Regions from separate parts of the Mus musculus genome. Here regions 1 and 2 are each linked to region 3. A link is a contact called in public HiChIP or PLAC-seq and promoter capture Hi-C data. All regions are on one chromosome and are shown on one strand. The core of a region is the stretch at or near the end of the contact, and the rest is flanking DNA. Distances in the headings are between cores, read along the strand shown.

Evidence for each region. HiChIP or PLAC-seq counts read pairs in DNA pulled down with a chosen protein or histone mark. Capture Hi-C pulls out chosen DNA fragments and counts their contacts.
Region 1: a contact with region 3 is called in a promoter capture Hi-C map of adipose tissue. The contact joins the promoter of Gpx3 here to the promoter of Anxa6 in region 3. A contact is called at or near these places in 3 of 39 promoter capture datasets (hematopoietic stem and progenitor cells and liver), 6 of 484 Hi-C or Micro-C datasets (the G1E-ER4 cell line, extraembryonic ectoderm, liver and 2 more), 6 of 115 datasets of contacts at active chromatin or transcription factors (Th17 cells, bone marrow-derived macrophages, effector CD8 T cells and 2 more) and 5 of 9 other capture datasets (adipose tissue, embryonic stem cells, liver and 2 more).
Region 2: an HNF4G HiChIP or PLAC-seq map of pancreatic cancer cells shows a contact between it and region 3. The contact joins the enhancer-like site here to the promoter of Anxa6 in region 3. A contact is called at or near these places in 1 of 15 datasets of contacts at CTCF or cohesin (CD8 T cells), 4 of 484 Hi-C or Micro-C datasets (the Ba/F3 cell line, Th2 cells, bone marrow-derived macrophages and 1 more) and 2 of 115 datasets of contacts at active chromatin or transcription factors (bone marrow-derived dendritic cells and pancreatic cancer cells).

Annotation. Positions count from the first base shown.
Region 1 is chr11:54,901,534-54,904,258 of GRCm38.p6, reverse strand. Gpx3 (glutathione peroxidase 3) reads right to left here and starts at 1,405. Exons shown (of 5, transcript NM_008161.4): 1 at 1,207-1,405. The coding sequence starts at 1,293.
Region 2 is chr11:55,235,689-55,238,388 of GRCm38.p6, reverse strand. Slc36a1 (solute carrier family 36 (proton/amino acid symporter), member 1) reads right to left here. Exons shown (of 11, transcript NM_153139.4): 11 at 2,059-2,700. Among named protein-coding and RNA genes, the nearest start is that of Slc36a1, 33 kb to the right of the region's middle. Within about 2 kb of position 1,323, at least 11 of the 459 cell types and tissues checked have an H3K27ac peak or open chromatin away from gene starts, as enhancers often do. A contact at or near this core is called in bone marrow-derived macrophages and pancreatic cancer cells, where this site is marked.
Region 3 is chr11:55,032,169-55,034,879 of GRCm38.p6, reverse strand. Anxa6 (annexin A6) reads left to right here and starts at 1,409. Exons shown (of 26, transcript NM_013472.5): 1 at 1,409-1,521.

The DNA of each region.
Region 1 (2,725 bases), core at 156-2,655, 130 kb after region 3:
GGATCCAGGCAAGCAGTTGAATCCCAGAAGCCAGAGCTGTAATGTGTTAACTCCAAGGACCTGGGAGCTCAGATGGGCATGCCTGGGCTGTGAGGAGCCAGAAGCTTCAGCTAGTTATGAGATAAGATAACACCACACCCTAAGACTTTTCTAGACTGCTCTCTCTCTTCCCTCTGAACTCACCCATCTCTCCTTCATTCTATGGACAGCACAAGGCCAGTGTGCTTTCCTGCAGCCTCCTCAGGACAGGATTCAACCCCCAACCCAAGCAGTTCCCACACTAAAGGCACAGGGCTAGTGCCCCCGTCCACCCCCACCCCATCTCCACACCACACCCCCTAATCAATCTCTCTCTCTCTCTCTCTCTCTCTCTCTCTCTCTCGGACATACAAGATCTTAGAAGGAAGACCCTGAGGATTTTAGAAACTCAAAGCTAGAGCCTACCCAGTTTTGTGCCCACGCATGCAAGTGTGCAGGGGTGCATGGTGTGCATGGTGTGTGTGAAGTTGGGGACCACAGTCTCTTTCTTTGGGTTCATGCTTTCTGCATTCTCACCCTAGGGAAGAGGAGAGGCCTACAGAGCCCACCCAGCACAGGCCTGACCAAGAAGATAAGCATGCCGGGGCATCTGCCCTCAGGCTCGCCATTTCTATTCCAGTTCAGGGTACCACAGCTAGACTAGGAGAGATGAAGCTCCAGAAGACTTCCTGGCCTGGGTTGGCTTCTCTAGCTACAGTGTCTGCTCCATGCATGGCAGGCCAGTGAACTGTGAATAGGGAAAGCAACTGCAGGGTTCCATAGCCTTCCAGCCATCCTCTCCAGCTACGCCCTGCTGATGGAGAAACTGAGGCCCAGAAAGGGATGCGCCCCCAAATAAAAATTCTTCCTGTCACAGATCTCTGCCTCCAGCGCCCTGGGATGAGTGAAGAAACCATCGGCCCACCCTCTTCCCCGGCAATTTTTTTTCAGGATTGTGGCCACCAGCGACCCCAAGATGACAGTGGAAGAAAATGTATAAACTCGGGAAAGACTGCCCTCCTGGGTTAGTACTGCCCTCTGAAGCACGCGGGTCTGTGTTGGAAGAGCGCAGAGACCGAGGGTTACAAGTGAGGCTCTCGGTGCCTCTGGGGAAGCAGTGGCTCTCCCAGTCGCGCAGTGGACACCTGGGTGCCATGGACTCTTCTTGAGCTCCGGAGGTTCACTCACCTTAGACTTCTCTTGTCCCCGGCCCGGCGGAACAAACCCGGCCAGGAGCAGGGACAGAAGGCAGGATGCCCGGAGGATCCGGGCCATGGCGGGCTGGGGCGCGTCTTGGGGTGGCCACCGTCCGTCTGAGGTGTCCGAAGCGCTCAGCCACATTTCAAGCCATCCACTGTGGCCAATCCGCAGCCAGGCGGGGGCTTCCTAGCCAATGGCAACGCGGTTAAGATTTAAAGGGCAAGACATACCCGCCCCTTTTTCCTCCTCTCCCCAGACCGGGGCGACGGTGACACAAGCCTAGGAGGAAGAGAAGGGGGCCCGGCTGCCTGGGAAGAACAGGAGATGGGCGCGGCCAAGGTTCTAGACAACACCCAGGACACAGCTTTTTTCCCCAAGCTCTGAAAACCTAGGGCCCCGAGGACTTAACATAGAACCCGTTAGTGCAAATAATAAGCACTGTGTGAGCCAGGTGTAGAGACTCACGCCTGTAATCGCAGAATCCAAAAAGCTGAAACAGGAGGATTGCGTAGGTTCAGTGCAATCTGCAGCCTTAGCTACAGACTGAGACCCTGCGCCAACTGGGAATGTAGCTTAGTGGTACAGCACTTGACCAGCTCGCATGAGGCCATAGGTTTATTCAATCCCCAGCATCAGCAAGCTAGAGGGATCTGTGAACGTGATTTTAAATTCAGCCTTCTCGGTTAGGTTGTGGGTGACAGCTCAGGAGAGTAGGAACCAGAAAATACACCACCACCACCTTTTTTTTAAATTAGCACATAAAAATTATGTGTCTATCTCTGTGGTCTTAAACTCATTATTTCCCTTCTCTGAGCCTCAGTTTCCTCTACTATAATGATGGGATTGGTTAATGAGCTCTAAGGTCTCCCAGGCTCTGACTATGTGATTTGCTTCTAAGCAGTAGGCCTAGTCCAGGAGTCTCTTGAGTGTACACAACAGGTGTTTAAATATTTGTTGAATCAATCATTAAATCATCAGATTTGTTTGTGCTTTCATATAAGGTCAGGCCAGGCATCTCTAGATTGAGAGCTTCCAGGCTTAATCCGGTCTGCAATAGAGGTTTGGTGCATCCTGCCTTGCTACCACAGTGGGCTGGAGAGCTGTTAGGACAGTCTTGGGCTGCACATCAGAACCACTGTGTTGAGCCTCTGCCTTCAGACTCATTGCAGAAGGGATTCGAAGGCCCCTGACCCCAGTCTTGGTTGTGTGAGTCCTAGATTAGGTGGCCTTCTGAAAAGTTCCTGACTCAGAGATGCCTCGAAGTACCATGCTTTTACTATGATTCAGGGAGTTAATGTGACCCGTGGAATTTGAAATTTTCTGCACTCATAAGGCCTGGCTCTATGGTGGGGCTGGTGAGATGGCTCAGCAGGTAAAAGCCCTCACAAGGCTGTGTAATAAAAGGGCTTGCAACTGATGACTTGAGTTTAATCTCCAGAACCAAGGGTGCAAGGAAGGAACGAACTGGTTTCTGAGAGTTGACTTCTAACCTCCAGCACAACAATAA
Region 2 (2,700 bases), core at 74-2,573, 200 kb before region 3:
GAGTAGTCCACACATCCGCACACCTTTGCTCCAGGGCCAAGGGCAGAGTAGAATGGAGAGATGGGAGGTGGCTCAGTGGGTAAGAATGTTTTCTGCACAAGCGTGAAGACCTGTGTTCAGATACCCAGAACCCACATTAAAACCTAAGGTATGGACATACATGCTTACAGCCTGTGTCATAGGGGCAGACTAGAGAATTTCCGGATTTGGCTAACATCCAGCCTAGCTCCAGGTTCAGTGAGAAATCTTGTCTCCAGGGAGTAAGCAGGATACCCAACATCTAGGTGTGCACACTTGCACACATATATATGCATATTATCACAATATATTTTAGAAGGCAACCATCTACATTTCTTTTTAAAGATTTATTTATTTATTACATGTTAAGTACACTGTAGCTGTCTCCCAACACACCAGAAGAGGGCATCAGATCTCATTATGGATGGTTGTGAGCCACCATGTGGTTGCTGAATTTGAACTCGGGACCTTTGGAAGAGCAGTCAGTGCTCTTAACCACTGAGCCATTCCTCCAGCCCCAACCTTCGACATTTTTATTGATATGGTCTCACCAAGCTGCACATTGAAAAATAGGCAAATTTTGCTATATGTAGATCAGAATTCAATCTATTTAAAAAGATGAGGGAGACCATGGTCTATGAGAGCGGTTCTCAACCGTCCTAATGCTGCGACCCTTTAATACAGTTCTGCGTGTTGTGGTGACCCCAACCATAAAATTATTTTTGTTGCTACTTCATAACTGTATTTTTGGTACTATTATGATTCATGATGTAAATGCGTGTGTGTTCCATTGGTCTTAGGGGGACTCTTGTGAAAGGGTCATTCAACCTCCCATCTCCGAAAGGAGACTGAGAGCTGCTGGTCTAGGACAAATGTACCATTCAAGATTCACGGTCTCCAAGCACATCTGCAAAGGGCAGAAATGAAGAGGCTGCCTACCTAGGAAAGCCGGGTCAGCTCACTGTCAGTCATACCGGTCAGCTCACTGTCAGTCATACGCATGTCTCCAGCAGAGCAGGGCTTACCTTGAAGAACTTGGAGATCTGGGGTTTGAATTATAGCCATTACATAGGAATGGAGCCTTGATGCAGACGATCATGTAAATAAGTGTTGACTCCCTTCAGTTTTCTAAGCCCCGCATCCTTCTGACACTCCCTTCACCCTCCTGGCTGAGGCTGTAAGCAAAGGGAAGAGGCAGGTACCAGGAGAAGCACAGGAACTCTGGTACCGACCCCTGCTGTGTTCTAGTTCCTTGTGCCCCCTGCTGTGTTGTGGTTCCTTGTACCAGCTGGTGGCCTGTAAAGACTGACTGGCTCTTTCTTTGGGACCTTGGGTTGACTCAGTGTATGTGTGCACACACAGTCATGCACCAGACAAGGAACATGAGTGGTTGGCCACACATGCAATTGTGACCTAATTATTTATTCTGCCTGGTGACTCAGTAGGCATTTCAGTTAATGTAGGTAAATTCTCTCTCTCTCTTTCTCTCTCTCTCTCTCTCTCTCTCTCTCTCTCTCTCTCTGTGTGTGTGTGTATGTGTGTGTGTGTGTGTGAGAGAGAGAGAGAGAGAGAGAGAGAGAGAGAGAGAGAATATAGAAACAAATTTCAAAGGAGAACTAGCTTAGCTGTGGCTGACAGGTGTACAGTTCCTAGGGCTGGTCTCCACTCAAGTGTGGAAGCTGAGAAGCTGGTCTTGTGGTCTGGAGATAGGATTCCTCCTCAGGGAGGCCACGGTTTAAGAACTTTTGGATGTGATGAAGCCACCCACACTAGCAAGGGTAATCTTTACTTTGTCAACTGCTCTAAATGTTAACATTTGCAAACACCCAGGCTCATATTTGACTGAAAAACCAAGCTGATCCCTAAAACTACCCACTGGTATATGCAGAAGGCGACCCAGGATTTCGGGAGAATATCGAAGTGGTTTAGGGAAACAGGGTTGCTTTCCCTTTCTCAGACCCCTGTCCCTTTGTCAGATTGTCCTAACTCAGTGATTTTTTTTCCCTGAAGTGTGAAAACAAAGACACAGTTTGCAACCTCTCAAAAATAAAAAATAAAATTCATTTATTGAAGTGGAAATTTAACACAAGATCCATATGTGCAACCCAAATGAGACCTAGAAGCTCTGACATGACCCACACATGTACACAATGCACATCTGAAGCTATGACATGACCCATGCATGTTCGCAATGCACATCTGAAGCTCTGACATGCCCCACGCGTGTACGCAATGCACATCCAGGTAGGCGCCAGCACACGGTACTGTCTGGCTGTTAAGACTCTCTGTAGGGCAGTTCTCTCGTTCCTTGATTTCAACATATACTGACAGCTTTACGATATAGACGTGGGATTTTATTATTCATAAAAAAAAAATTCCAGCTTCTTCAACATCGGCTTGATTTAAACCAAAGAACAGGGTAAACACCAGGCTCCTTCCAGCCTCATTTTCTGCTGCTTTTTTTTGATAACTGCTTATGAGCACGGTTTAATGTCTCTGACCAGTGAATGGCTCGGGACACACAGAAAAAGAAGACACCGGCCAGACGGAAGCTGGCGCGGCCAGCAGGACTAAAGTGCCTTCAAGTATTGACCACAGTTTCAAAGATGAGCCACATGGCCCGCTTTCCCCTAATGGTATCTGATTTGTAATGTACTTTGGAAAATTAAATTCTCAAGCCAG
Region 3 (2,711 bases), core at 160-2,659:
TGCTGGGATTACAGGTATGAACCCGTAATTCTGATTTCATGTGGTACTGGCTATCCAACCCAGGGCTTCGTGCATGCCAAACACTCTACAAACTGAGCCACAACCCCCAGACCATTATTATTGCATGTTTTCTGAGACAGTCTCGTGTAGCCCAGGCTGGCCTTGATGCCAGTGATGACCTTGAATTCCGGATCCTCCTGCTCCAGCCTCTCAGTGCTGGGATGCAGGCTCTGCTGATAATCTGCTCCTCTCAAAAGTTGTAATGGCATCATTCTCGTTCTGAAGGTGACACTGCCCCACTTGCTTTGCCCCAAGTGCTTCCTCCACCTTAGCCCCAGGCTTCCCATAGAGAAATCTAAACCTCTGTCTATTGGCAGGTCCCAAGGGTGGGGCTGGGCAGCAGAGCTCACCTGTTCAGTTTGCTCTAGCTTGCACCAGAGGTTCAGTAAGTGTTCTTTGGGTGAAATGAAAAACAAACAAGCAACAAACAAACGGAGGACAATTTTCCAACTAGATCTTGGAAGATGCTTACTACTCTCTGAACGAGTGACAGATTCTGGAGATAATATTTTTTAAACTTTTAACTTTTAAAAATTACATTTTCTTTATTGAAGTGCAAAAAATATGTGCGAGCCCCCTGTAGGGCAGCAAGCACCTTGGCCTTCTGAGGCAGCTAGTTGGCTCCTGAGGATGACCCTTTAAAGAAACTCAAGGAACTTATTAACAAACAGAAGTCTGCTGTCCGCTGTGGCCACCAGGCAGTGGGGGCGGGGTGGGGGCGGGGGTTGGGGGTTGAGGGAGATTTCTCTATCAAAGCTGGGCTATCTGTTTTCCAGAGGTTGTACCGCTTTTCCACACAGACCTGGATGACAACTTCTGGTCCTCCTATCACTCCCTCTTCAACCAGAACCCACTCCCCAAGGCCAAATCTAAATTAGATTTCCAACCCCACAATCTGCAAGCTGAGTGACCCTGGGCGAGGCGCGGTCTTCTCTGGTCTTTCCTTCCTTGCAAAGTAGGTGACTACGCCTGTGACCCGATAGGGCAGGAAGGCGTGAAATCTGATCAGTCAGGTAAGGTCTCAACTTCAATTTTGGCAAGCTTCAAATTTCTCAACAAAGCTTTGGTGAGTAGCAGGAATGTTGGAGAATGTGTCCAGAACAGGACATTAATTTGACTTCTATTTCTGGGTGGCAGCGTGACCTTTGCCAAATCCCCTACCCTCTGGAGGTGACGTCAGGGCTGGGGTCAGAAACGACCCAGGTAAGAGGTGGCAGGTTTCCCCCGAGGGCGCCCTCCCCCATGCCCTTCCCCTGCAGCCGGTGACACCCAAACTCCAAAAAAGAAGCACTCGGGGTGGGGCTGGACAGGGCGGGGCGGGCAGCGAGCGAATCCGATTGGCCCCTGCGCGCCACGTGTCCCCCTCCACCGTGCGCCCAGCCTGCGCTGCGGCTGCTGCTAGGCTAACGGGCTTCGAGCTGCGTCTGTCCATACGCCCTGATCTGAGGCCTCCCTAGCGCGGTGAGTGTGCAGAGTCGCTGCGGGACACGGGGTCCAGGACTGAAGGGACCTGGTCGGGTCCATGCTGGTGTGCGGTCACCCCGGGGTGTCGCGGCTGGGTGTGTCCCGGGAGGGAACCCAAAGTGCTGGCGCTGGTTGACAGCACCCTGAGGGGGGAGGGGAGCTGGTGCCCCCCGCCCGGCCCCGCCGAGGGTGTGGTCCAAGACCCAGGAGCCTAATTGTCTAAAGTAGTGGAAAAACTTGGTGACCCTCGCGGGAGGCTGTGAGTTACTCAACTTGGAGAGCTTGAGGAATTGAACAGTCTGCTGAGCACCAGACGGTTCGTGGTGTGGTCCGGGAGAAAGGCTCCCTGATGCGGGTCAGAGGAAGGACCTGCTGTCTTTCCGGAGATGCTCACCTTTCCGGGAGCCGCAGAGGCTCTTAGCAAGATGCAGAGGTCCCACTCTGAATTTTGCTTCTCCTAAGCCAACCCGGCTCCTTCCCAGTTTTTCAGGGTCTTAGTTAGATGCTTCCTACTGACCTCGAATCCAGATCCCACCACCAACTTGCAGTGTGGCCTTGAGCCAGCCGCCTTTCCCTCTCTGAGCCCCCATCTCACAAGTGTTGATAACCCCCGCTTTCAGTCCTATGAAAGTGGGTTTGATTTGGCTGCTGGTTGGGGAATCTTGAGTACAGGTGTGGTCGATGAAACTCTCCTTTAGAGAGAATCTGGCTTCTGCTTCCCCCCACCCCCGCCCCACTCCCGCCCCACCCCCTTTTGTCTAAACTCTGGTGGGTCTTACTAGACACTTCCAAATTTGGGCATATGGCTCCAGGATTTGTAGGGGATCCTGGTGTTCCCTTAGAATCTGCCCTCCATTTCACCTCACCTGGCCAGATCACATCTTGAAGCTGCTGAGCCCACCTCTCCGACAGAATAGCTTGACTCTCCAGCCTTTCTTATCCCCCGGGAACTATTTCAGCCCCTGTATGCCCTGATGTTCTGGCTGCAGGCCCTAAGCCCTGCAGGAAGACCCTGGGCAATCCTCTCCCATATCCATGAGTTGCAGCTTGCCTGGGACACTTGGAAGGACTTCTTTTCTCTCTGGGCCCTTGTTCCCCATAGTGGTCTGCTGAGGTGGCCGCCACTTCCGGTGCCCCCCCCCCCCCCCCCCCCCCGCCAATTCAACTGTTCTCAGATTTGGGAGTGG